Linked DNA regions of Mus musculus: all the other regions are linked to region 2. The links are chromatin contacts, called in public ChIA-PET and HiChIP or PLAC-seq maps. All regions are on one chromosome and are shown on one strand. The core of a region is the stretch at or near the end of the contact, and the rest is flanking DNA. Distances in the headings are between cores, read along the strand shown. Region 1 overlaps Ets1 (E26 avian leukemia oncogene 1, 5' domain). Region 2 overlaps Gm27166 (a long non-coding RNA gene). Region 3 has its middle 4.9 kb from the start of Gm31871. Region 4 overlaps Ets1 (E26 avian leukemia oncogene 1, 5' domain).

The links. ChIA-PET counts read pairs in DNA pulled down with a chosen protein or histone mark. HiChIP or PLAC-seq counts read pairs in DNA pulled down with a chosen protein or histone mark.
Region 1: a contact with region 2 is called in an RNA polymerase II ChIA-PET map of effector CD8 T cells, with 4 times the contacts expected there. The contact joins two enhancer-like sites. A contact is called at or near these places in 1 of 15 datasets of contacts at CTCF or cohesin (CD8 T cells), 2 of 484 Hi-C or Micro-C datasets (Th1 cells and natural killer cells), 12 of 115 datasets of contacts at active chromatin or transcription factors (CD8 T cells, Th17 cells, craniofacial prominence and 9 more) and 1 of 9 other capture datasets (embryonic stem cells).
Region 3: a contact with region 2 is called in an H3K27ac HiChIP or PLAC-seq map of regulatory T cells, with 15 times the contacts expected there. The contact joins two enhancer-like sites. A contact is called at or near these places in 1 of 15 datasets of contacts at CTCF or cohesin (large pre-B cells), 8 of 484 Hi-C or Micro-C datasets (CD4 T cells, CD8 T cells, embryonic stem cells and 5 more) and 3 of 115 datasets of contacts at active chromatin or transcription factors (CD8 T cells, memory CD8 T cells and regulatory T cells).
Region 4: a BATF HiChIP or PLAC-seq map of CD8 T cells shows a contact between it and region 2, with 5 read pairs. The contact joins two enhancer-like sites. A contact is called at or near these places in 3 of 115 datasets of contacts at active chromatin or transcription factors (CD8 T cells, embryonic basal ganglia and embryonic stem cells) and 1 of 9 other capture datasets (embryonic stem cells).

Annotation. Positions count from the first base shown.
Region 1 is chr9:32,708,011-32,714,903 of GRCm38.p6, forward strand. The region is part of intron 3 of Ets1 (E26 avian leukemia oncogene 1, 5' domain); the gene reads left to right. Among named protein-coding and RNA genes, the nearest start is that of Gm3331, 72 kb to the right of the region's middle. Within about 2 kb of position 1,506, at least 126 of the 459 cell types and tissues checked have an H3K27ac peak or open chromatin away from gene starts, as enhancers often do. A contact at or near this core is called in CD8 T cells, Th1 cells, effector CD8 T cells and 2 more, where this site is marked.
Region 2 is chr9:33,058,644-33,065,218 of GRCm38.p6, forward strand. The region is part of intron 1 of Gm27166 (a long non-coding RNA gene); the gene reads left to right. Among named protein-coding and RNA genes, the nearest start is that of Gm27166, 30 kb to the left of the region's middle. Within about 2 kb of position 2,193, at least 30 of the 459 cell types and tissues checked have an H3K27ac peak or open chromatin away from gene starts, as enhancers often do. A contact at or near this core is called in CD8 T cells, Th1 cells, effector CD8 T cells and 3 more, where this site is marked.
Region 3 is chr9:32,586,286-32,592,830 of GRCm38.p6, forward strand. No RefSeq gene overlaps it. Among named protein-coding and RNA genes, the nearest start is that of Gm31871, 4.9 kb to the right of the region's middle. Within about 2 kb of position 4,511, at least 9 of the 459 cell types and tissues checked have an H3K27ac peak or open chromatin away from gene starts, as enhancers often do. A contact at or near this core is called in CD8 T cells and regulatory T cells, where this site is marked.
Region 4 is chr9:32,650,670-32,657,936 of GRCm38.p6, forward strand. All of the region lies in intron 2 of Ets1 (E26 avian leukemia oncogene 1, 5' domain), which reads left to right. Among named protein-coding and RNA genes, the nearest start is that of Ets1, 18 kb to the left of the region's middle. Within about 2 kb of position 1,777, at least 48 of the 459 cell types and tissues checked have an H3K27ac peak or open chromatin away from gene starts, as enhancers often do. A contact at or near this core is called in CD8 T cells, where this site is marked.

The DNA of each region.
Region 1 (6,893 bases), core at 256-2,755, 350 kb before region 2:
AATGACAAACTAACTGTTGACCTGAGAAGTATTCCCTTGGGCTTGCTACTATTTTCTTGCAAATGCATATCAATCCTAAGTAGCTGCCCAATAACATGGTGTTCCCTGGAGGACTACGTGGGGCGGGGGTGGGGGTGGGGGGTAAGGATGGGAAGGAGGTGGTGGTACAACAGCTTATAGCAAAAACAGAAAGAAGAGCTTTAAGTTTGGCACTTTCTAGTCTGGGCACTCAATTCTTGTCAGGAAAATTTTAGAACACATATAAAGTAAATCTTAATGCATCCAGAAGGTGACTCTCCTCTTCAAACCAGGATCAGTATCTGATGTAGAACCTCCCACTTACAAGTAGCTCACAGCAGGCCTAAAGGATCAGTCCTTGATCTTATCATGCCTGACCTGAAGAGTTCCTCTGCTGTGCACTGAGCTGTCGGGAAGAGGTTGTCATCTTGTGTCCTTCTGAGGCCTGAGTCTGTTTTGACTCCAGGCCTCCAGGTAATTGTTACCTGTGCATAGTCTCTGTCTTCTTGAAGGATGCTGTTCTGAGTAGGCTGACACTCTTTGGGAGAAAGGGTAGGAGAGTTAACGAGTTCATGTTTAGAAAATGCCCGAGTCGAGTCACTGTTGATGCAGGGAGAGTTGTTTAATTAGTGGGAGATCTGATACAGACTGGTGATGCTCAATACGATGAACTCTCCAAGGTGAGTCACATTGAGTCACATGTGTGTGTCCAGGAAGCATATCCTTGATTTCATATAGATCAAGAGTTCCACTACCCACTTCCCTTGTCTCCTGACAGAAATAAAACACTCTGCAAAATGGTTGGCCATCCCTTAGATTTTCTAGACATAGCTGTTCCTGTAGCGTAAGCGATAAGAGAAATTTGTGTTTGTAGAGTACCAGGTATGTGCCAGGTACTTCATAAGCTTTACAGAAGCACTCGTATCTGTACGTTAGCTACCTCTGTGAAGTTAATTGTTTCATCCCCAGTTTTTCCATATAAGAAATGGAATCGCAGAAAATTTCCAATAATTTACTCAGGACCACAAAGGCTCAATGTCCCAGATCTTTATTTGGAGCTTGATCACAAAGCCCAGCCTACATAGAACACCCATTTGGAGAGAAACCTTGACTCCTGGGATGCTATTTTCTGTGTAATATTTTCTTCTAAGAGCCTCATTAATATCAATATTAGGCAAAAAAAACCCCATTCAGTTGTCTATAAATGTATGCCATAAGGATGGATTTAGGTGATTCCTAGCACATATTTTCAAGTTCAAGATGGATAAATGAAAGCACCCTTGGTAAACTTGCACACCGAATTTGTGCTTTGCCCTCCCCCACCCCCTCCCCCACCCCTCTTTGCCGACTGGGAAACCAAGGAATGAAGTGAGAGCTCAACGGTGCCTGAGAATTTTCCAGGGAGGGGACAGAAGTTTAGGCCTTGAGGCCACTTGATGCAGCAGGAATGTTTGTAGAAAAATAAACACACACGGAATGAATCAACATCTACACGCTGGACCCGCAGTTAACCTCCTTCAGCAGGAGGGGGGAAGGGGAGGAGCCAGAGCCTGAGTCCTTCTCCCTCCCTCTCTTTAAAAATGATACTTTGTTAAGGCCTCTCTTAGGGCATCCTGGTGACTGCTCTTCTGCTTTGGCTGGCCTGATGGAATGATTTAGAAGCTTCAGAGCCTTCAGCAGATTTTGGGTACTTATTGAACAAAACAGCAGCAGAGTATCAGTGAGAGTGGGCCCTGGTGAGTTGTTGTGGCTTCAGAGGAGCTCTGGTCAGCAGTCATGGCTTGCAGGCATGCCTCACACAGTGAGTGAGCAATGAGTGAAGATGAAGTAAGGCTCTGGTTGCTCCAAGCTGCCTTGCTGCATAGGAAAATCGTATTCAGCTACGTGTGTTTCCGACTCAGCCCAGTTCTAGGGAAGTAGTATGTGGATTAGGGAAGGCTGGTGCAGGGCACATACTCCTCTACAGAGCCTACTCACACCGTGTTTGTGGGTCTCCCCCCAGTTCCTGTTCCAACAGAGTCTAAATGTGATTCATCTCCTTTAGTCATTAGTGCCGGGTTCTTAAGTTTGTCGGGTGGATTCAGTCGTGCCACTGGTTGCTTATCTTGTGTTACACAGCCATTCTCCTTTTCCCATGTGGCAGATGAGAACTAATCATAAGGAAAGTTCATGTTTAGGTTTCTCAGCACCCAGGGATCTCTGCCCTTGGGTGAAGCGACTCCCCAGTGAAGGCAGGTGAGATAGCCACGGCTGAGTGCTGTGTTCTTACTCACTGATTCGTCCTAAGGCCAATGATTTAGCTTCCCGGAGCCCTGCTTTTCTGATCCTTACATGAAGATAATAAGAAAGCACACCCAGGGCTGTGGCAAGGATTAGAGATAATTCCTCTAAGATACATTTTTTTCCTCTTTAGACCACACCACAGGGTCTCAGGAAATGGTGTCACCATTATCTCAGCCCACCGAATTCTGTACCAGTTCTACTTCGCTGGTCACACTGTTCCTACTTCAGCGGTTGTTAAAACTGTGGTTGCTGTTAACCTGGTTACAGAAAATTTTCCACTTGACACCCCTTTAACCAAGTGCGCTAGAACGGCCCTGTGGCTGGCTCTATTATTTTCCAGTCCCTCTCTTCAGACATTTACCTTATCTGAGTTCAGGCATTGACCGAGTTTCCAGCTCCAGAGCCTTCTTTTCAGACACTGTCCTTCGAACTGCAACAACTTCTTAGAATGCCTGCCATCGAAGCTCAGATGATTTCCATTGTCAAGGCACTCATTTTCCTCCGGGACTCTTTTCTTTTTGGGGCAGCCTTAAGGAGGAAATCTACTATCAGAAATCCCAATGGTCACTTGCAGAGCCAGGCACCCCCCCCCTTTACCGTAGGTGTGAGAGTGTAAGTGTAGGCAGCGAACCCACCTGACACAGAAGCAGCCTGCTATCCTTTCCCAGGGTTCTTGCTCCTGTTCCCAAAGAGGTGCCTGCTGGACTGTTCAGGCTCCTGCAGATTTCCCCTAAAACCCATGCATCTCTGGCCTTCACCAGTTGATTGCAGCCGACGATTTACAACCAGAATCCAGCACCTAGAAAAGGGGATCGTGTGTCTTTAAACAGCTGTGCGCCAGTGTGTGTAAATGTGCTTGCTAATCCAATGACTAATTCAGTATATTATAAAGCAGCAATGAGCCTGCTGCCAAGACAGGGCTCTATCCCAACTGGAGGGTGTGTAAGGCTCAGAGAAATGTTTCTGAAGCACGTTCTCTCTGTCCTTTCTTGCTCCTCTGAATTTCACCGCGTACGTTCCCTGAACCAGAGTCCCTCCTTACCCTCTTGATTTCTGTCTGTCAGATATCTCCATTCCTCTTTCCTCTCCCACCTCTATGCCCTGCTTCACTCATCGGGGGTGGGGGCCCTGGGCCATGTGAGTAAGGGCTAGGGAATCCATCAGTGTCGGATTGGGGCACTCCAGGGGACAGAACTCATTATCCCTCTTGAACATTTTGCCAAGTGACTGCCAGTGTTGTCCCTGTGTTGTGACAGGTCGTGCCTCAGTTCTCAGTCTGTGATGTTCTGTTGATGTCGGTCTTCCTGAAATTCTGTTGTATTTATCCCTCTTCCATCAACTTCTAGGGGTTGAGAGAGAAAAACATTTAGCCAGTGGGCGGGGTGCAGAGTATAAGGTATACTTCCTTCTGAGGGTCTTTAAGTGAGGGCCTGGAGAGCCTCCTCTGGGTGTGGCGAGGGGCTGGGAAATGAGAGGGATCTGGGGCCTCTACATAAGTGTTCCCAGACATCACTGACACCAGGTGTTGGCTCTGGACGTGGACCTTGCCCAGTCTCTCCCACAGTGTCCAGCTGCCATCAGAAGCATTTCCGTGTGTCAGAGGTGGGTGTTGGAGGCCCCAGCATCCCTCTGCCTTCCCTTCTCAGTAATTGGTTTCGTATTTGTCACCTTGGTTTCCTCCCATCCCAGGACATCTGCAGTCTCCTTCCTCTTCCCCTTCCCAAAGCTTCTGGAATCCAGCCACATTGGTCCCTCACTGCAAAGCCTTGGTCACTCTGGAGTTGGGAGTACTGCTTTTTGTGTATTTAGCAGGATAGCTTTGTCCCACTAGAAGGGGAACGCCCAAGTGGAGGGTCTATGGCTGTCAGTCACCAAGGTGTTCCCATCGCTCTGTGAGTCAGTAGCTGACTTCTGTCTTTTAAGATAGAGTTCCTATAGTAGAAGTTCAGTGGCTTTTAATACATCCATAGAGTTGTGTAATCATCACAAGTACCTCAGTCATTTCAAAACGTTTTCAGTGTCCCCCAAAGAAGTTCCATGCACACCCCCAGCCTACAGTCAATGCCCATTGAACAAAGGCATGCTGTCCAGGAAGGGCAGGGTCCTAAGGAGGGCTCAAAGCACACATCTGACTTGAGTTCTCCATCTTCCAATCTCTAGGGGCCTACTTCCCACTTGCCTCTCCTCAGCACCCAGGCTCTCCACTCTACTCTGCAGGCTGGCTTGCTTAAGCCTCTCAGTGGAGTAACCCCGGAACTGCTGGCACTGCTGGGTGGAGGTAATAAGTGCTTTCCCCAGATGCATGCAGACAGTTAGGCCCAGGGAGCTTGGGCTGTGGTGGCTGCAGTTTCCTAATGGCTTCCTGATGAGACAGAGCCAGTTATTAACCTCGGATGATGAGGCCTGCGCATACGGGCCTCTCTTTCCCACCTGACGCAGGCGGATGGAGAGAGCGGCTTCAGCTCCTGCCCCCTTAGCATTGATCACTTTTTCTCTGCTCTCCAACTATTGGTCTGTCTAGCCCATTGATCTGAAGATTGGGTCTGCCTGGTGACTGGGTCAGCCTCTTGGGTTTGTTGTTAGAGGTGCCCAGAGATGTCTGCTCTGGGCCTGTGTGGACAGGACTTGGAGGCAGCAGCGTGATTGTCAGTACACTGAAGTCTGGGCGCATGGGGCTCTTATAAGAGACCCAGAAGGAAGAAACCTGTGTGGCTAAAAGGGATCAACTAGGAGAGATATAGGAGCCCTTAAATCTGTAGATTCAGCGCTCCAGATGTGTTTGCTTTTGGATGAGAGGTACTTGAATTGCTCCAAGACTTCAGGCCCTTTGGGCTGAAACAGACAACTTCATTCACCAGAGGGAGGCTTGCTTCACAAGCTTACACTTGGATATTATCTCCTGGGTAGAGCCGTGTCTCTGTGATGTTCACTGTATCTTGCCCATTCTGTTTGGGCACCACAGGACTGAAATGGTAATGTTGGAGAGGCTTCAAATGGCACAGTGACTCTTGATTCTCCTGTCAGTGGTTTTAGATACAGATCTGTAGATCAGACATTAACTATGTCCTCCCTGGCCCTGGTTTGATAAGAATGGCACCCTCTGTTTCCAGAGCTGCTGTACATTCCAGTGTCATGCAATCAAACACTGCTTGTTTAATGATCACTGTCACACACCAGGAACCTCTCTCTCTTGTGTGTGAGGGGGACGTCTACAGTTTGGTGATTGTCACTCAGCCCTTGTAAACTGCAATGGGAACAGGTAGCAGAGGGAGCCATAATATGTACATTTGTATATGTGTTGGCTTTGTGGATAGTTGTCCGCTGGGGTTTCTGAAGAACTTAGGGAGAAATGTTGCTCCAGAATGACACTCTAGGGCTTGGTGATAGGAAAGACATGAAGAAGAGCCTCTTCCTCCTAGTTCACAGCAGTGAGCAAATGGTGGTGGTATAGACAGAATCCTGGGCGGGAGTCAGAGTAAGACAATCAGTAAAGCTACGGTGGGTCACCTCCAGGGCTTCCTTCCCCATTAGGAAAAGAAAAGTTGGACTTAGATGACATCTAAAGGCCCTTCTAACTCTTGCAGGAATCGTGTGGGACCCTTGGCCTGTGACAGAGCTCCACAACTCCTCCACCACTGGCTGCCTCCCTTTCATTCATCTTATAATTACGTCTGGTTGCCAGGCGGGAGAGCCTCCCTCCAAGGAGTAGTTAAGGTTTTATAGCAAATTCTTTCTGTAAATTCTTTTCTGCTTCTTGGCTGCAGATGAGGCTTTTCATAGCTAGAGTGAGGGTGTATGGAGGAAGAAGGCAAAGGAAGGGTAAATAAAGACTCAGGTAGACTGCATGGAGTGATAGTTTACTCTTCTTCAGCCAAAGCCGAAGAGATACTGGAGCCCAAATTATAGATTAGGTAGATCTGCACGGACTGTGGAGAAAGGCAGATGACAGGGTTAGCAAGGGAACCTAATGGTATAGGGAGGGTAATCATGAACTCTTCCAAGTTTATCTCTCTGGGTCCTAAGCAACTCCTTAGCAACCAGGAGACTTTAGCAGGGATCAACTCTTAATTATGACTTAAATGTCTCAGCTCCTAGGGGTCCAGCTCCTTAGAGACACACGTTGAGATTTACAGGACTGCATAGGGTCTTTATTCTGTGAGTTGTTGAACATATTAATCTGAGGCTATAAACTCCAGATGGGGGCAAGAGCACTGCTTGCTTTTGTGCAGGGAATTTTGAAGGCTGTAGGCCGAGAGGAGGGTTGTGTCCTATACTTGCCAAACAAGCCACAGGTGGGGATTTTCATATCTTCTCTGGTGTCAGCCTGGCCTTGGGTATGAATGCTATGAATGTGGTCGTCTCTCTGCCTTCTCTCCACTCCTACCATGTGGCTCCCATGTGGCTCTCTTGAATTACACTGGGATGAGTCAGCAGGGCCTTTGGAAAGAAGGGGACGTTTTGCCCGTAGGGAGAATGGGTGGAGAGGAATGGGAGAAGCAGGGTTTGAACGGAATACTGCATCAGCTTAGTGTTCCGTGCACCCATGCCAGCATCCATTGTCCGATGTATTTTAAGGTGGTCTTCCTCTGGGT
Region 2 (6,575 bases), core at 943-3,442:
TTAGCAATATGAGGAGGTGTCGGGCTGCCAGCACCTAGGGGACTTCCTGAAAGATAAGTGAGGTATGGGGTGGGGGTGGGGAGAAGTAAGGGCTCTGTTCAGGGCCCATTCTGAGGTTTCACTAGTTTGCTAAGTGCCTCTATTTTGTGTCTCTTGCCTCACCAGCAGACATAGGCACTTGCATTATTAGAGTGGTATGAAAATCCCTCACTGTCCATGAGCCCCACCCAGGGTGCTCAGCATCCACAGGCACTTGGTCAACACCTGTGTATATCACATGCAAGCTGTATTTATGGACACACACCATACACATGCTCACCATACCAAAAACATTACAATAGAATGAAAGTGTGTCACTTCATTGCTCCCACTGACTCCTAGCCGTGGCGATAGCCGTTTATTGGCACACTTTGGTATTAACTTTATGGCCTTTATCCTGTTAATTTCCACAACTTATTGGATGGCTCCTATCCTCACTTCCTTGGGAAGTTTCTACTTAATGCTTTCTGGGATTTTTGTAACAATTCATCACATTCACATGTGCAGCAGTGGCATTTTTGATTTAACTGTGTTTCTTTTGAAAATATCTTTTGTGTGCTAACACCTGAATGACTTTGCTACTTTATATCAATTGGCAGTATAGTTGAAGATACTTGCAGAAACAGCAATTCTTAACATTGCACTAATATAAAATCATCAAGGGCCTTTTGTTTGCATCTCCTGCCTCCAAAGGCCCTGAGCTAGTGAGGTATTTGGGGTCCAGCTTCTATATTTCTGAAAGGGTGCCAATAGCTTCTCAGGGTGTAGAAATATATCTAAAGATACTTGTCATAGTTCAAAAGACAGAGTATAAAGTGTAAATTACATTAGAATCAAGAAATAAGTATTCCTTCTTGTTTTCCTCTCCCCACAAGAGTTTCAGGCCAGATTTGTGTATGCTTATAGGGTGAGCTTACTCCTGCCTTCCTCTGAGGCCCAGAATTTAACAACTTCTTCAATTAAAGTTTTTTTTACTTTTAAAAACAGACTGTTTATTTATTTATTTGTGTGTGTGTGTGTGTGTGTGTGTGTGTGTCTGTCAGAAGACAACCCTTGTTGCCATTCATCAGGTATTGTTCAGCCTAACTTTTTGAGCCCAGCTCTCTCTCTCTCTCTCTCTCTCTCTGTCTCTGTCTCTCTCTCTCTCTCTCTCTCTCTCTCTCTCTCTCTCTCTCTCTCCTTCCCTTCCTCCCTCCCTTTCTCCCCCATCTCTCTGTTCCTCTCTATCAGGCATACATTCTCCTCTGTCTCTGTCTTCCTATTGTGCTCCCTGTCTCCTCTTCTCCTCCCTTGTCTCTTTCTCCTTCTCCCTCTCTCTCTCTCACCTCCCTCTCTCTCTTCATACCCCACAGCATGGGGAGAAAATGGAAGACAGTCAGAAATCTCAGCTACACAAGCTCATGCCTTCATCAAAGGATAATCTTGACTAAAACTACTTGAGACCGGTATAGTTTCTTGAAATTTTCAACCCAAAATATCTGTTTCAGGAAATCACATACTACTGATCTTTCCTCGTGGTTTAATTGGTTATGGTTTCTGAACTAAGAAAGAGGGTCTACATTATGATTTGTTTGTCTACTCAGAGAAAGTACCAAGACAAATGTAGTCTGTGCGCCATGATGTGAGGCTGTGGTAACTGGGGGTAGCTATCCAGTCCCTGGGCAATGTCAGCTGGACAGTAATGGCCAGGAACCCAGGTGTGGGGGAAGCAGCACCCAGGAAATGCCTGATGACATCTTTGAAAATGACTCAGGGATCAGCTGTGAGCATTAGCTTAGAGTCCTGTCTAATTTTACTGTTTGGGGTCAGTGACAGAATCTGAGGGTTTTGACTGGCTGCAAAGACTTCAGCAGTTTCTTTCGGTTCTTTCACAATTCCAGATGACCAGATTCCATACCATTCTGTGGCCTAGACTTGCCGTCTGCAGAATGACTAGAGTTAAGACTGGCTTGAAGTGCTGGGCCTTGTCTTTGGTGATGGAGGCAGGGGGAGGGGGCGGGTGATGGAAGGCAGTGGTTCTGAGGCTGAGTCCTCTGTGCTGGTGAGAATAGCTCAGCTTGTCTTTTCTCAGACAGACTTGTACTGTAAGTAACCTGAATGTGGTTACAGAGTCTCTATGACAACGTGGGGAAACTTTTTGTTAAGTGTGACTTCCTGACACTACACACAAGGAGTAATGTAAGAGCTGTGTGCATAGACAGATATATATGAGAGGCCTGTAGTACACTAACCTCTCCAAAAGATTTCTCTTGAGAAACATTTCATGTAGATTCAAATCTTGTTACAAGACTCTGTCCTGGTTGCCCTAGATAATCCAAACATCATATTGAAACCCAAGCCTCCGTGACCTACTTTGACTCTCCTTAGTACCCACCTTCGATGATGCTAGAAGAACCACAGATAGTACCCAATATGTGGTGAGGCAGAGAAAATATGACTGTGCTTCTTCTATAGACTTTCTACATTCTTGATCCTTATCTCTTCTTCGAGGTAGTCAGGTTCTAATCTGTATGCCTTCAGCTAAAGAGAGAAACAGGTAAAACTACATATGGTGCCTACAGGATGCTTTCTGGGTTCGTTTGTCTATTTTCATTTCTGTCCCTCATGGTCTGTCTGTTGGAAAGGGATGTTCAGATAAACTTGCTCTAACACTTTCTTGTATACTTTTGGTCCTGAAGAAGGGAGTTGCTTCTCAAGTCAGATAGGTAAATAGGCAATAAACCAGTCAGCATATGTAAAATGTTTAGTCACATACATTGAAGAATGAAGAAGAAAATGTTCAGTCAGCTTTTATTGTGTATGTTTACATATGAACACACATATGAATACACATAGAAATGTACATACAAACATAAATCCAGACTGACAAACATATAAGCTCACAAGCACACACATGTACATACACATACATGCACATGTATACATACACATATACTATACTCATACACACCCACACAGGCACACAAACACAGAAACTCCAGATGCTCCGCAGGATATCTATTGGAGATGCATTTGTAATCCAGAGACATGAGCTGGGACAAGGGGAATTGTAAAAATCCAGTGAAATTTCTCAGCCAAATATTTTTTTCCTGTAACTCCTCACAAGTCTTTTCCCAGGCTTCCACTTTCTCTGTGGGACAGAGTGATCCTGCTGGGAAAATGAGCCACACAGACAACTGGAATGACTTTCACAGCAGACCCCAGGATTTATGCTCATCCCTAATAATATATAAAGAAGCTTGGGGGGTGAGTTCAAACATCAATCCTGGATAACACACTTCTTTTTTCTTTTCTTTTTTTTTTTTTAGGATGGTGGAAAGAGTCAGGGACGTGTGATGTTTAGAGCAAGCACAAGAGATGGGGTTGAAGAAAGATAGGCCCCTCCCATTACCCATCGCCCATTTAATTTCTCCATGGTAGACAGGTAGTGGGCACTGTGAGCAAGGCTATATAGCCCAGTGTCCTGGAGGGAGGGTGAAGAACGAAGCATTTTGGAACATTTTGGCCTATGGAGTTATGGGATTTATAGATCACAGAATCAATAGTGTGGAGGCGTTCTGAGAGCCAAAGGTTCAAAGTTGTGTATCCACAACCATAGAAGAGCACGTGTTTCCTCCAATAGTAACTACAGCCTTCTTGGCCTCCTCTTGCCACCTGGCCTAACCTGCCTTCTTGTCTTTGAAGCCTCCATGGTCACTTGCTATAACTAAACTTTTTCATGGTTTGAAGCTTAGATACATATCCATTCTATGAAAATGGTGCTGCCCAGTTCCTGTGGGGGAAGCAGTTCCACATTATAATCTTTTGCATTGGCCTCTATATTTATTCTTCTGGTGGTGTGTTTGGGTTGTGTCTCTAATGCTTAGCCTGTGCCTGGCATAATAGTAGGCATCAAATAATGCGCGTTCAGTCTCAGGCCATTCAGAATTCTAGGAGATGCTGAAGCATGAGGCCTTCTGAGAGCTGCGGCCTCCAGTTTCCATGGCAACACTCCATGGTGTTTCACTTAATGTGGAACATCTGAGAACAGGCCCAGTGGGTGGAGTTCTGGACTTCAGGACAATGAATAGCTCATTAGTGTCAGTGAAACTTCCCTGCATGTGCAAACACACACACCATTAGCATCTGGCCCTGAATAAGCGGAGGACTCAAACAGATGTTGTCAAGGTTCCATGGCTAGCATTTTCTTCATTCACAAAAATGTGTTTCTTGTTCCTCTGTTAAGTGGCTATGTGAACAAGGAAGTGATCTTTAGAATGACCCATCTCTGCATCCCTTAAAATGAACTGTATATTTTACTTACTGCAGCCTTTGAAAGTAAAGAGAAAAAAAAAGCAAAAAAACAAAACAAAACAAAACAAAACAAAAACCCAGAACATAGAAATGTACAGATGAGCATTCGTAAACTCTCTCTCTCGGTGTGTTTGTGTGTTTGTGTGTTTGTGTGTATTGGGCATAGACCTGCTGTGCATGCTTGTGTATATGAATATTTTACTATGGATTAGTGTGTCAGGCTTGATGCAACACATGAACATGATGGCTTAAACAAAAGAAAATTTTGCCTTTCAGCTTTAATGCCTGGAAATCAAAGATATCATGCATATCTCTAGACCTTTGTCTCCCTGGATTCCTTGGTTTACACACACACACACACACACACACATTATAGTTTATTTTATATATATTGGTGATAGGGTGTCAGATCCCCCGGAACAATGAGCTGTGGGTGCTGGGAATTGAACCTGGTTCCTCTGGAAGAACCATCACTGAGCCGTCTAACCAGCTCTCTCCGTAAAGTTTCTTACTGTGTCCAGAGTTTTCTCTTTTAAAAGCCCACCAATCATTGGATTTCCCAAATGACCTCATCTCAACTTGATGATCTACAAAGACCCTGTTTACAAATAAGGGGTATATGTAGATCCTGGGATCTAGGACATAGCACAGTTCAATACATAACCCATGTTAAACCGCTTCAAGGAAGCCAAGGCCCAGAGAACAACAAATTCGTTGCATTGAATCAAACAGGCTCAGGCTAGCTCACTGCTCATTACTGTGGATTGTGCTATTTCTTGCTTCTGGGAAGACAGTGAGAAGATGGGCTGTGCTACTGTTACGCGGCAGCCTCGGCTCTCCTTGGGCTCACTCCTCAGCAGGAATATTAGTTCTAGTGCTCCTGAGAGAGAATTCAGAGGGGAAACCGCAATAAAGCAGGTAGTCAAAAGATTAACCATAGGAAGCAAGAATACACTCTAGCAAAAGAACTGGCTGAGCCAAGCAGTATCTTTGATGCTGGTATACAAGTCTGGAGATTGGATCTCTCTCTCTCTCTCTCTCTCTCTCTCTCTCTCTCTCTCTCTCTCTCTTTCTCTCTGCCCCTTTTGCCTATCATAAGGTAGGTACTATCAGGATATGGTGTGCTTTCTTTGGAAGCCTATTTCCAGAATTCTATATATTATATATATATATATATATATATATATATATATATATATATATATATATGATGCAGGAAAAGTTTACTAGGAGAAATCTAACAGGTGAAGTCCGTTTGAACTAACCCAGGTAGTTGATTGCTATCACCTGATGATGTTAGATCCTGTTTTGGGGACCCTGAGCGGGTCTATCTGTAGTCAACTACTACCACTCCCTTTACCTTTTGTTTGCAGTAGGGGTTGAACTTGCAAAGATGGAGAGACTGTAAGAAGTGTTATTTTCTTATTTAAATATTTTTTAAGATTAAAAAAATGTATGTGAATGTTTTGCCTGAAGGAATATATATGTACCATATGCATGTGTGGTGCCCTCAGAGGTCAAAGCAGGAACGCAGATCCCTAGAGTTGTAAATGGTTGTGAGCCACATTGTGAGTTAGGGGAATAACACTTAGGGTTTCTTCTAGAGCAGAAAGTGCCCTTAACTCCTGAGCCATCATTCCAGTTCTCCAGTTACTGGACTTTATGTCCTGTACCGAACTACTGGTCACTTATTCCTGTTCTAAACTTCGCTAAAACACTACAAAGAGGTTGGTCTGTTCTCATACCTTGGAAATAAAGACTATTTGCTGTCATGTGGCAATGAGAGAAATCATAGGTCTTTTACAGGTAGCTTTCTGTCTCAAGGATTATTTCAACCTAACATGATGACTACTAACTATAGCCAGAAGGGATTCATGCTACAAATTGCTACAAATACCTAACAGGCAACTGCACAGCCTTAGGAATATTCTAGAAGGGAAAAGTACTTCAGCAAACAGTACATATCACCACATACACATGGAAGGTATACTCCAATGAGCAAAAATAGTCAATAAAAAATAAAAGCATTCTTTGGAATTTATGATACCCATATTTATTTTCCAATAAAAATGAGCAAAATCAAGCCTTTGAGTTCCCAGTAATACTAAGGTAGGCTAGGCAGAAAAGAGATATGTGACAAGAAATACCTAAAGGGATCTTGTTAAGAAGTATTACAGGTAACTGAGAACTTTTTTTAACTGTAAATGCAGAGAGCAACTAAGAACACTGGCTCTAAGCAGGGA
Region 3 (6,545 bases), core at 3,261-5,760, 470 kb before region 2:
TTTAAAAATGGTTTATTAAGCCAGGCGTGGTGGCACACGCCTTTGATCCCAGCACTCGGGAGGCAGAGGCAGGCGGATTTCTGAGTTCGAGGCCAGCCTGGTCTGCAGAGAAACCCTGTCTCGAAAAACCAAAAAAGGTTTATTAAAATAATTTATTTAACTTTTATTTTATATGCACTGATGTGAGGGGGTCAGATCCCCTGGAACTGGGAGTTACAGTTGTGAGCTGCATGTGGGTACTAGGGACCGAACTCAGGACCTCTGGAAGAGCAGCCAGTGCTCCTACCTGCTCTCCAGCCCCAAACTTCTTGATTTTTATAGTGCTGACAAGGCACAGTGTGTTCTATGGCATGTGTGTGAAAGGCAGGGGACAATGAGTGGGATTTGTTCTTCTCTTTGGGTGGATCCTTGGGACTAGACTTGGCACCAGATTTGGGATCACACTTGGTGGCAAGTGTGTTTTAACTGAGCCATCACCCCAACTCACCTCTAACTTTCTGCCTCTCTCCTGTTTCTCATCTCCTCCAGGCAACTCTTGCTATAATTGTCTTGGAATCTGCTGGAGTTTAGATCTTGGACATCCCATTTGTTAAAGGTCTGAATGCTCTTTCTTTGTGTTCCTGGATGGTTGCAGAAATTTTGGGTGTGGGGTCAAGTGGAAGGAAGTTCAGTCATTGGGGAATGCTTATGAAGGAGATCTTCAGACCCTCACCTCTCTCTCTCTCTCTCTCTCTCTCTCTCTCTCTCTCTCTCTCTCTCTCTCTCTCTCTCTCCTTCTCTCTCTCTGCTTGTTCCAACTTCAATGCCCTTTACTGACTCACAGGGTCACAGTGCAGTAGACCACTGGCTATGCCCTGACATCTTCCAACTATGAGACAACATGAATTGTGTCCTTGAAACTGATTGTGTTAGAAATTTGTCGCAGTGACAGAAGGCTAATATGGACTCTTCTTCAAGCCTTTCTTCGGTCTCTGCCTCTTTGAAGGACACTTAGGATGGTTAGTTTTCTGTATCAGGTTGGCTGGGCTGTAATGTGCCACATAGCTGTCTGGTCAGTCTCCAATCTAGACAGTGTGGAACAAATAGTTTTAGATGGGATAAGCATGGCACTCAGCAGCTCATTTCCTCTCTTGACAGGTAGGTGGAAGGGATCATCTAATGTGAGGGAGGCCCTGTCTCAGGAGAAAAGACTGATGTCAACCCCCCAGGGAACAAAGAATTCTGCCTCCACACTCAAACTCAAGATGACGAGGCACAACCCCTCCACTACCACGAGCTGCATTTCCTCTTCAGCTGAGAACCTGGGCTTGTCTTGAACTCTCTTTCCTCCACGGTTGTGTAAGTAAGCCTGGCTGAGCTTGATCTGCAATACTTGCCTCGTCCTGTTAGCCCTGCACTGAGGCTTGGCCTCCTGCTGTAGTGCCCCTCCAGACAGAAACAGCCTGGACACTCACTGAGAACTCCCTCTCAGCAGCCAGTGCCCTACAGGCCTCTTGCTGGCTTCTTGTATTTTCCCAGCCGAGTAGCTCAGTTCAGCTGATCGTGCATCTCACAGATGGTTGTGAGTCTCTGGCGTCTCTGATTCTTTTGGATTACCAACCTGTTCTCAGCCCCACCTCCCGCTCCCATGCTCCATTCAACGGGCAGTTGTCTGAATGGCATTGTCAATCCTTGATTCTGTGTGTTCATCTTTCTCAATAGAGCAGTACACTGTTCTACACGCCTCACCCAACTTGTGCGCACGCGCACATCATGGATTTTTGCACATGACCAATGACTTGAACCCTGAAGCCCAGCTCTGCAATGCTAATTGCTGCCTTTGGTCCCACACTTTAGGAAGCAGAGTAATGATAAACGGAGTTTTCAACTCTATTGACTTTTTTTTCACAACTGATTTTCTAAAGCTGTTGTGTTATTACTGAAATGCTTGGTTTCCTAGCTCGGCTGGCACCCGACTCTTCTCCTCAGCTCCCTTTCCCGCTTCTTCTCAGTTAGACCTTCTTCCATGCCCTTTTCTGTGTTGATTAAACTTCCCCCACTTGCTTCCAGCTTCCTTCTGCCCCGTCAGTCCAAGGACTTACGACGTTACTCATTCCCATTTTCGGAAAAGTGAGACTCTCAGGGTTATCTTTCAATTGTCTCCATCTTTTCTTGCTTCGTTCCCATTTAGCTTCTGACAGTAGAGCCCCAAGTCTTTCCAGCAAGTTTCTTTGAGGCTGGGCCCCCCAGGATCACAGAGACCCCCACTTTTTCCCAGAAAAAAAGGCTCTCAGAAGCTTTGTCTTTGCTCTACCAGATGAACATTTTGGAGATCTGGGGGCTGGGGGTCTAGGGAAGGTCACGTTTCCTTGCCTGGAGCCCTTGAACACCCTGGGAGATTTTGAGGCCAGGAGGCCACTTGATTTCTTCCTGGGCTGGTGACAGTCAGGTAGTGTTTAAGGGGCAAGCAGCCAGCTCGGGGAGTTGTGAGCTTTGTCTAATTTCCCAGCTGTAAATCGACTCAGCTGCTGAGGTTTGGAGGAATCCATTACTATATCCATATTGGTCCTTAACGTGCAAAGGGCTGTTTACTTTCCTCTGTGTTCACACTGTCTGTTCAGGTAACAAGAGGCTGAGCCCAGCCCCACAGAGTCAAGAGCAGTCCCCTGACTCCCTACACAGTTAAGGATTTACCCGTGTGTAATGGCTGAACCTTATTTGAGCTGGGGCATAGCTTGATGATTCCATTTGGGGACATTGTTATGGACATTTGAAAGTAACAAAGATGCTAGAAAGAAGTCCAAGACTCTCCTCTGACACTTGTCACTTCTTATGGCTCAGTTGTCCATCACAAGGTGCACCCAATATGACTGATGAACATTAGCTGCCCTTAAACATTTTAAATGATTTCAAGGAGAACCGAGGAACACTATTGTTAACATCCAATTAATTCACTTGTTTTTGTTTGTTTGTTTTGTTTTTTTGTTTTTTTTGTAATTTTTTTTGTTTTTTTGGGTTGTTTTTTGTTTTTGTTTTTGTTTTTTTGGTTTTTTTGCTTTGTTGTAAGTCATCTCTGAACTGGATTCTAATAGAACCCAAAATCCCATGGGATGAGGATAGAGATTTTTTTTCCCACCAGCTTTAGATGAAAAGAACTTACCTGCCTCCCTAGACTGCCCTTGTGGTCATTACTGCACCCAACAGTCTTGAGCAAAGAAGTGACAAATGGTGTCTTAACAGAGAAGCCAAGGGTCTCTGGGAGGGGCGTAGCCAACCTCTTCCTTAGTGAGGGTTCTGAAAGCCCACCTCACTCATGTTCCTTATTCTCGGAAGAGGAGAGCTCTGCTTTAAACATCATCAGGAGGAGGAGCCTTAGAAGCGCAGAGGAAACCTTCCCATACCACTGTTCCCACCTCAGCGGGAGCCCTGTCGTGTGTGTGTCCCCCCCCCCCCCAGCATGCGTCCTCCTTAGACCTCGGCACACTCTCTGCTTCAGTGCTCCAGAGAAGCTCACACAGCGCCTCTTCTGCCAACGTTCTAGTGCTTATATATGGGGGCCCCCTCTTCGCTGCAATGCCACGCTCTAGCATGCATGATACCCTCTCTTCTGTAGTCATCTCTAAACGTCTAGGGGGAAGGGTTCGTGTCTGCCCATCTCTGTCCTTAGCAGCTCCTAGGCAAAAGGCTGGGCGACCAGGAAGGTTTCTCTTAACTCACGATAGTCCAGAACTCAGAAGGCAGAAGAGACTAGGAGGGGCTGCCTATATGCTGGCCTCTGTTTTTTATCAGCATCTCAGGAGGAACGGGTAGTTGGCTACATTGTACCACGTGCATATGGCCAGCAGGGGTCGCTACAAAGCAGAGTTCGTGTCTTTGTCAAGGGATGGAGCCAGTCAGTAGGAGGAGAGAGGCCTTTAGCTGAAAGAATGTTCTTGCTTGAACTTCTGTTCTAAGAGGTCTCTTTCTGAAGAAAAAATGCCCTTTAAATGTGGCTTCCCCTATCCACAAAGACGACAGACTTTTCAGCTCTGTCCTCCTACCCCAAACTTACCTAGCCTTTTCATAAAAATGCACCATGCCCAGAGGGGCTCACTTTTTAAAGAAACACGAATAGCATATCTAGGTAGGAAGTGCTTTCGGAACTGATTGCCCCCTCCAACTTCTGAGGGTAAATACCAATAAGGAATTTTGAATAATAAAAAAATACTAAGAATTTGTAGTTAGGGTATATTGATATATATATTTTTAAAGTCAGATTTGGACAGCATGCAGACTGTCCAAATATCATTTACTGGTTTTTTACATTGTCAATATGACATTTCATTCCTGTATTCTTCCCTCACGATGAGAAAATATCATACACCTGTCAGACAGCATTATCAAAACAAGAATAAACATTGTTGAGGGTATGGGCAATTGGAACCTTTGCACTGTTGATGGGGATGCAGAAAGATGCCGCTGCCATGGCAACCTAAAACTAACGGAGACCCAGGGAAGAATCTGCTCCAGGGCCTTTTCCCAGAGGAGCTGACGTCAGCATCTTGTAGAGAACTAGCACTGCATTTTCATGGTTCTTACAGCATCGTTGACAGTGGCTAAGGGGTGAAAAATAGCCTAACTATTTTTGACAGCTAAATAGAGCAATCAAATGTGGTAGATACTTACAACAAAATATTGTTTACCTTTATCAATGAAAGAAGCCCTATTGCACGAGACAGCACAGATGGACCCAAGGACCTGCCTCTTCTGGAAATGACCTATCAAGAACCAGAGTCTAACTCAAGTTCCTATTAATTATTTTATGCCAGGCCAGCCACACTGTTTCTTCTTTGCTCTCCCAGCAGAAGGGCAGTCTGCCAGTGAGCAGGAGTCCTATGCGCAGGGTTGTTGGGTCTCCAGGCCATACCACCCGGACTCAAGCCTGCCTGTGCCAACTATGAGATGGGGTAACTATCAACTCACCATGGGCCTGGTTTCTTGTTGTTATAAAGTAGATAATAATACACCATAGATCACAGGGTCTGTGAGAATGAAATAGTTCGGTGCATGTTGAGAGCAAATAAATGGCAAGGAGAGAGAGAGAGGGAGAGAGAGAGAGAAAGAGAGAGAGAGAGAGAGAGAGAGAGAGAGAGAGAGAGAGAGAGAATAGACAGCCCCCCACCCCCCCAGACATGGCTCTGTACACTCTTCAGCCTGGCCTGGGATACTTTATCTGTAGTAACTGGGTGTGTTGTTATAGTTCTCTAAACACTACTGTGTAACAGCTATCTACACAGCGGTTACGTTGTTTAAAGCATTTGGAACCGGGTATGGACTTTACTCTTTGAGAGGCCTGGGTGGTGGTCCTAGAACCAATTTCCAAAAGAGAGCAAAGGATGCTCCTATCTTAATGCTCATAATATTTTATATCATGTAAAGAGAGAAACTGAGTCAAAGAGGCTAAGTAACAACCCTGTGCGGGACTTGAATCCAAGGCCTGTTTAATGCCTAAGCCCAACCCCTTCTCAACTGTGTGGCGGGAGCACCCACATCTGCACGGTGTGTCTGGACTGGATGACTAATGCAGCTGCTCGGTTTTGTTACACAGGGAGCAGCGGATCCTGCCTACGTGGGAACTTACCCTGGCTGGCCAGGCATGCTCTAGACACCGTATCCTCTTTTCCTGTACCTCTCCTTCTTGGCCTTAAGAGGGCGCCATTGAGCCATGTTCTTCAAGTTCCAGGCTACTACACTCCACAGTACAATTTGAAATTTCACAGGATGAGAAAGACAAACTCAAAGGGCTGAAACGCTAACTGCTGAGACTTTTATCTTTGTGACAAAACAGATCTCAAAAAACAAACTCGCTCTACTGCAGGAACCAGAGGACTTTTCAGAAGTCAAGGTTATTGCAACCTGTGGTTTTTCCTTTGTTTTGCTCAGCGTACTTGATAGAGAAAGATACAAAACGGTCTTAAAACAAAACAAAACACAAAAAGCAGCAACAAGACACACAGCAACTCTGAAGACAGCGTCAAGGGCAGGCGGCAGCTTTAACCTTGTCAGGGAAGGTGTCTTAGAGCTTGTCTCTCCATGACAGGATAAAACAAATGTTTAACTCCTTTTAATGCTAGCAGGAATGCAGCCTGCCAGGGAACACAGCAACCCTGGGAAGTAATTAGAATTATTTTTCCTTTGCTTATTCACCAAAGCTGAGTTTCTAAATTGAGTGTCTTCCCTAGGTAGCTGTCACCAGGAGAAGCCAACTGTCTCAAAATGCCAGCCTTTATCCACCTGGGGCATTACCACATCCACTTTGGGATCCTCGAGCTGGCTCTACATTGGCCTCCTCCTCAGGGAGCCTCCTGGGTTGGTCTTACATTTTTTCTTGAAGAATCCACAGAGGCCCACAATTGGCCTTTGTCTGTGCACAATGGTGGGTAGTGTCCTTGCTGTCACTGGAAAGAAGGAGGCTGGCCCGGCTCCAAAGAGAACTCCTCTAGGGGAGAGGGTACAGTTTGGTGGTAGAAGAGAGCTTGCCTAGCGTCCAGGAAGCCTGGGGTGCTATACTCACTAGAAAAGGTGGA
Region 4 (7,267 bases), core at 527-3,026, 410 kb before region 2:
GGGTTTGGCTTCCAGGTACTTACATGGTAGGTGTGTGGGACCCTTTCATATGACCAGAGAAGTGCTATTTTTCTGTTATGCTATGCTGGCTAGCCCTTGTGGGCTCTGGAAGTCCCTCTAGTACTGGCTCATTGGCTCTTTCCTGCGTAATCCTTCTTTGAACACCACACTGCTGGCCTACCTCGAGGAGGGCAGGTGTGGGAGGGCTAGACTGCTTATGGTTTTAACTAAACATAACATAGGCTGGTTTATTTTAGGGTCAGGGTTATGTCAAGGTTCCTTCTGACAAGGAGGAAGTGTGGAGGATGGCCAAAGGAATTACCTTATTTGGGCCCATGTAGACAGGATACTAGGAAGCATCTTGAGCCGTGCAGAAGGTAGGGGTAATGATTACCTACTAACCACTTCTCAGAGCTGCAGGCTTTGGAACACATAGCAATATGATCAGGGTCAAGGGAGGGTTCCCAGGGTGCTGTTCTACATGGAATATACTGATACCCCAGAGGTTAAATGAAATACACATTCAAAATGTCTTTTGATAAGACTGTTTAGGGAACATCCCTGTCTGAGGGTAGGGTGACCATATTGAAGAGTCCCAATTCTTTCACCATAGTTCAAACATACTCTTTTTTATAAATATGATGCCTATATTTTCCAAATGAAAAATTCAAAAACTGTCCTACAAGGCTTTATAAACAAACAAACAAACCTGTGAGTATATCTTATAAAAGAATTCTAGGCTGGCGACATTGTAATGGTCTGATTTCCTGTCAGGCCCCAAGTTCCCCAGAATAACAATTCAAACTCAAAATAAAAATAAAACTACCCAGGCCATACAGCTAGGCTTATTCTCTGACTTGCTAATAACTTAAAATAATCCATTTATATGAATCTACATTCTGCCACGTGCTCAGGTACCATGTGGCTGTTTCATTGCATCTTCCCTGGCGAATCTCTCATGTTGCCATCATCCCAGAATCCCTTCTGCCAGCCAGATGTCCCACCTTCTATCCTGCCCTTTCCTATAGGCCATAGGTTTTTAACTGACAGGTGATGCATCCATACAACACACAAGAGATTCTCTCTACAGGAGATGGCTCTGTGGGTAGAAGCACTTGCTTGGAAAGCATGATCATCTGAGTTAGGCTTTCGGATCCCATGTGAAGGTGGAAGGAAGTCTGAGCCCATAAAGTTGCTCTTCGACTCCATCAGGCTGCCACACACATCACGCGCACTTTAAAATGTTTCTAAGATTTAAAAACAGTTTTGCCTTTGTCTGAAGGCTACTGTGTTATGCAGAGTCAAGCAATATGAACTCAGGGCTACTTTATAACAAGTGATCACTGAAGGCTTTGGGAGAAGGAAATGTACCTGAGTGTACACTGCATGTCAGCTTGAGAGTGACCTGAGAGAGGCTGTCAGCCACTGGCTGGCTCAGGCATCTGCCACACAGTCCTAGACTGTGCTAATAGGACTTGCGTGCTTGCCCCGTTGGCTGCATGTTAAATCGGTGGTACCAAAGAGCATCATCCCAGCCAACAAGTTCAGCTACTGACGTTTGCAAAGTAAGTCCCACAGGACAATCCTCACCCAAGCTATCTCTCAGAGTTTTGTTTGTTTTAAGTGTGGGGTGTGTGTGTGTGTGTGTGTGTGTGTGTGTGTGTGTGCACGTGCGCGTGTGCATGTGCGCGTGTGGATTTGCATGTAGCCTTGTTGAATCCTCTAGAGGTGAAGTCACAGGAAGATGTGAGTCATCTGATTTGGGTGATGGGAACTGAAACTACATCTTCTGTGGGAGCAGTATGTGCTCATAGCTGCTGAACGGTCCATCTCTCCAGTCCCCATCTCAGAGGTGTTGAGATTAATTCTGCATCCCGTCATTCTCTCCAAGATCTAGAAAATCCCCTTTTGTATCTCCCTCTCCTCCCCTCCCTTACCTTTTCATTCTTTTATATAGTGCTGAGGATTGAGCTCAAGCATGCTAGACCAGTGTTCTACTTCTGAACACTAAACCTCCAGCCACCTTTATATTTGTTATAAAAACCTGAGACAGGGTTCCCTTAATCTTCCCATACTAGTCTTGACCTTGTGATCCTCCAGCCTCACCCTATTAAAGAGCTAGAATTACATGTCTCTGACACCCAGTCTGGCCTCTTTTGTTTATTGTATTTTTCCTTTCTGTTATGATTGATTGACTAATAGACTCTCTCTCTCTCTCTCTCTCTCTCTATATATATATATATATATATATATATATATGTATATATATATATATATGTGTGTGTGTGTGTGTGTGTGCGCGCATGTGTGTACACATATATAATTTGTTTCTATCTTCATATACTCTAGGTCACAGAAGGAGAAACCACCTTCCTCTTGTTCCTTAAGATGAGGTTGGAGCTCTCAGGACAGCTTTGGGATACACCTGGACTATATTCTTTTTTTTTTTTTTTCTGCTAAAACAAAACTTTTGAGATTGGATAATTTATAAACAAATAATCAAAACAAACAACAACAACAACACATTATTTTTAAGCTCCATTCTAGAGTCCAATAAGCCTAAAACTCCAGGGCTATATCTAGTAAAGACTTTCTTGCTGTGTTCTAAAGATTGTGAAGTCATCTTTGAGTGTCAATTTATAAATGTTTGTTGCAGTTTTCCTTTTAACCCAGCTAGCTCACAAATAATCGAGACTGGACTATTATATTTATTTAACAAGCTTTAAGGGACAACAACTGAGTAATTAGTATTTTAATCTTCCGAGATTATCGGGCTACCTCGAAGTTAAAATTCCAGTGATATTTTGCATTTTAGCACTGGTCTGGCTCTCTGGGGTCCAAGTTCTTTCTTGTGGTGCCTCCCAGACTCTCTTTCAGTGGCTAATGTGCACTTCCCCTCTTTCTCCATTCTCCCTCCCCTGGCTCGGAAGAAGTCCAGCCCTATTCTTTTCCCTGCTCAGTCATTGGCTGATCAGCTTCTTTATTGACCAATAAGGGAATAATTAGGGGAGCAATGGACACAACATTAAGAAATGAGATTCTCAGAATAAGGATTGCAACCAGATGTGGGGTCCAAAAGGAACCAGCATTTGGATAATTCATGGCTAATCTTTACATGGTGCACAATAACATTGTATCTACAAGCTTGGGATGTGGAGTTTGAGAGTGAGTGGGTGGGGGGAGGGGGATGAGCATAAGAGAGTGAGGCCAGGAGGAACCTAACTGAGCTCAGTTCTTCTCATCAGGAATCTGCCTCTACAATCATAAGGCTGGCTGGCTCAGGACAGCACAGTCTTTGTTCTCAGTCACTATCGATGGTTCCACTCCGAGGTTTATCATAACAGTGATTAAATTCTTACCTGGGTTGTAGGGGATGATTCAAAAATGATAACCACAGGTTGTAGAAGACCACTTCGAAAAGCACATGCATGTTGGAGGCAGAAAAACCTAGTTTGTTATTCCTTAAGCAGCAAAAAGTGAGCAAACCAGTAGCACTTTGAACCATGGCATTTCTGTCTACCAAACAGGTGACTATAATCTGCCGTGAAGGTCACAGTGCTACTTCTATTGGACACTCTTGTCCAGTGCCTCCATGAAGGTGATCTTGGTTAATTCCTCTTATTTTCCTATCACTCACCTTATCTTTCCTTTCTATTTTGGCTTCTTAAATTATGTTAAAAAGATAATTGTCATGGGGTGTGGAGAAGAGAAGATTTTCACTTGTCTCTACAGGGGTACTGTTAAACAAGATGGGGGTTAGGTGGTGACACTCTTGTTAGGAAATCTCCTTGCTTCATGCTCCCTTCAATGAGAAAGAGCCCTCTTACCACCAGATCAAATTTCTCTTGTCATGGGCTGGTGGTTTTCAGCTCTATTGTGTAACCAGACCTGGTTCTCTTGTCTAGAGTAGTTCGCTTTAATAGGGCCTCCTAGGACAGATTCTCTTCTAAGCCTTGGCTCTGGCTGTTGATAGCCTCCTTATGTCTATCACTCATGCTTCAGGTTTCCAGCTTCTGGGTGTGTTCATGGAGTGATCATGTGCTGTTCCTGTGCTGTGTGTTTGGCCACCATGCTTGCTACTGTGAAGCCGTAATAGATACTACCCAGGCTCTGTGGGAATCAAGTGGAATTGTGGTTAGTGCTTTGTTTAGAAAAGTGGAAACACTCACAAGAAGTTCAGAATCTCAGTAGAAGCCAGAAAAGATATTCTTTTTCTCTTGTTGCTTGGGTGCAATGTTGGCACTTATGAAAGTATGGAAGTTTAATAGAGTAACTACATATGTATATGTGTGTCTGTCTATCTACCCATCTATCTATCATCTATCTATCTATCTATCTATCTATCTATCTATCTATCTATCTATCTATCATCTATCTATCTATCTATCTATCTATCTATCATCTATCTGTGTGTCTGTCTACCTGTCCACCATCTGTCTGTCTTTTAATCATCTATTTTTCTACCATCTTAGGTAACTTGATATTTCTGAGCTGTTAGGGTCAGCCAGTACAAACTAGATAATTTCAGAGTCAGGCTACAAGTTGAATATTACAACATCAGAACACAAAGGCCCTACATGGTTAAATAAATTGCCCAACTTCATAATACCAGCAAAGCATAGAATGTGACCCTAATCTCCTTTTAAATCTATTTTTATTGCTATCACTAAATTTATGAGAGTAGGAAACTTATAAAGAGAAAGTTATTGCCACACAGAAGTTATTCTTCCTCTGGAAGCTAAGAAGATCAAGGCCTTGATAGGTTCTGGGTCTTGTGAGGCCCTTTCCAGGATGGCGCCTCATTGCTGTGCCTTCTAAGGGAGATGAATGCTCTGTCCTTTCAGGGCTGAAGGATGGGAAGGACTGAACCTACTTCCTCAAGCTATCTTACAAGGGTCTTATATTATCTGTGAGCTGCCACACAATGATTTTCTCACCTCCTGGATGCCCCAACTTTTAATGTTATCATATTGGTGAGTACATTTCAAAAATAGGCCTGGGGAAATGGTGGCACAAGCCTTTAATATCAATACTCAGGGAGTAGAGAAAGGTGGATCTCTGTGAGTTCGAGGCCAGCCTGGTCTAAAGCGAGAGTTCCAGGACAGCCAGGGCTACACTGTGAAACCCTGTCTTGGAAACAACACCACCATCAACAACAACGACAACAACAAAAGATTGTGGGAATGTATTCAATCATAGCAAGTCCTTACTACAGTATTCATTTTGTTTTTATTTATTTATTATTTTGAAGTAGGATCTGGAATTCACTTTGTAGACCAAACAGGACTCAGACTCATAAAGATTGGCCTGCCTCTGCCTCCTGAGTGCTAGGATTTAAGTTGTGTGCCCTATTCATTTTTCAAAAAGCTATTTGGTAGCATATGGAGACTTAGAACCAACTTTTATTCATGTACCTTATTTATGAAAACTTGGCTTCCCATGACTTAAGAAAGAGCCACATTTCTCTACATAGACCACTGAGCAAAGTGCAAAACTGTTATTTATCCTGGCTGCCATGTTCTCCTGACTGGATTCTACCCCAAGATAGCAAATCAGTATTACCATACTCCTCACACCATGGGGTCCCTGAAACTGTCATCCCGTGAGGGTACTGGTACAAGTTTAAGGGCTTCTGGCTGAGTGAGGGGTAACAGAGAGACCCTAGGAATTCGAAGCTGACAATTGATATCCATTTCACCTAGAAATGTCTCTCCACAAGGCAGTAAGGTCTTCAGACTTCCAGGGACTTGTTAACACTCCACCATTCCCACGCTGTTGCACTGGGTCTCGGTGAACGTCGGATGTGAGTGGAAGCCTTATGGTCTGCAGGGAAGCCAAAAGCAGCTCCCCACGAAGAACACCACCTCTGTCACTCAGCCCTCTGTCTTGCTTCTTTTTGTTTCCCAGAGCCTTTAGAGGGTCAAGCTTGCCCTTTCACCAAGGTCCAAGCCTATCACTCCTCATTGTTTTAAAAAGAATTTCCTGGCCTTGAGTCTAAAATTAAATTGCCCCCTGGGACTTTGCTATTTTGTATGTTCCTGCCTCTCCTGGTGGCTATTACCACCCCATTTTGTGCCCCCTCCTTCCCAGGCACCCCCAGGAGAGCTCAGAAGACATTGGCTGTGCCTCCCTCCCCAATTCTCAACAGAGAAAGTAAGTCCAGGAATCAGCTCTATGTCCCTGTACTATTTTGAGGCCAAACACGGCCTGATAAGAATTCTTTCTTAGCACTGCCCAAAGAATTCTATAGACATGCTTGGCAGTCCGAGAAAGGAAGAAGGAAGATGCCTTACACAGCATCTTGTAAGACCCAGAGACTTCCGGATCTATTAGAAGTCTGTGGGATGTCTTATGCATTGCAGTATTTTATAATCTTCACCGCAGGAGAACTCAGTAATTGCTCAACCTCAGGAACTGCCTAAGCCCCACTTTTTCCTTCTGAATAGTGGGTTATATGGGAGGAAAACACTGAGTGTGCCTTTGGGAAGCATAAGGACACAGTGTGAAGGCTCAGTACGTGACAGGGACACTGCCATGAACACACATTCTGACTCTGACAACTTTTGGCCCAATGGACTTGCTTTTCTCTCCCAAGGGGCAGTTGATCTGAAGATTGCCAGTTACAAGGTCAGGAGAAGGAATGTGTTCAGGTCAGCAAAATGGAGAGTTTGAGTTGGCAAGGAACTTGCAGATCATCAAGCTCTCCTCCTCCGGAAGCAAAAGCTTAGGGAGGTCAAGTGACAGGCCAGAGGTTATACAGCTCTGTGGTGGTAGAACAGGGCTGACACACAAGCATCCTGCTTTATAGGCCTCTGTGTTCCTGGTAGAGTATGCAAGTGTCTGACATTCCCAGAACATAACCCAATTATCCTAGATGACATATCACAATGTCCATCCTGCTCACTGCTGACTCTACTGTAACTCTGGATTGAAAAACATCTTGAAGTGTTTATTGGGCCATCTATGTTTATGGCTTAAATCTAAACCCTGGACTTCAGTAGTCAACCAAGGGAAAGGCAGTGTGTCTATCCAGACGCAGGGAAAGGAGAGGCAGGGGGCAGTTACTGAGCAAACACCTGCAACCTGAAGGCTGTTTGGCTAAAGCTGGAGAGGCACTGGAAGAAGCTCCCACACTTACACAGATACACTGAGGCCACCTGTTTCTGATTTGGTATTATAAAATATCCTCTTATTCTTTCTTTTCAATTCTGGGGGACTTTGGGGACTGTGAACAAACAGAATGGCTTTGGGATGTAGCAAGACTAGT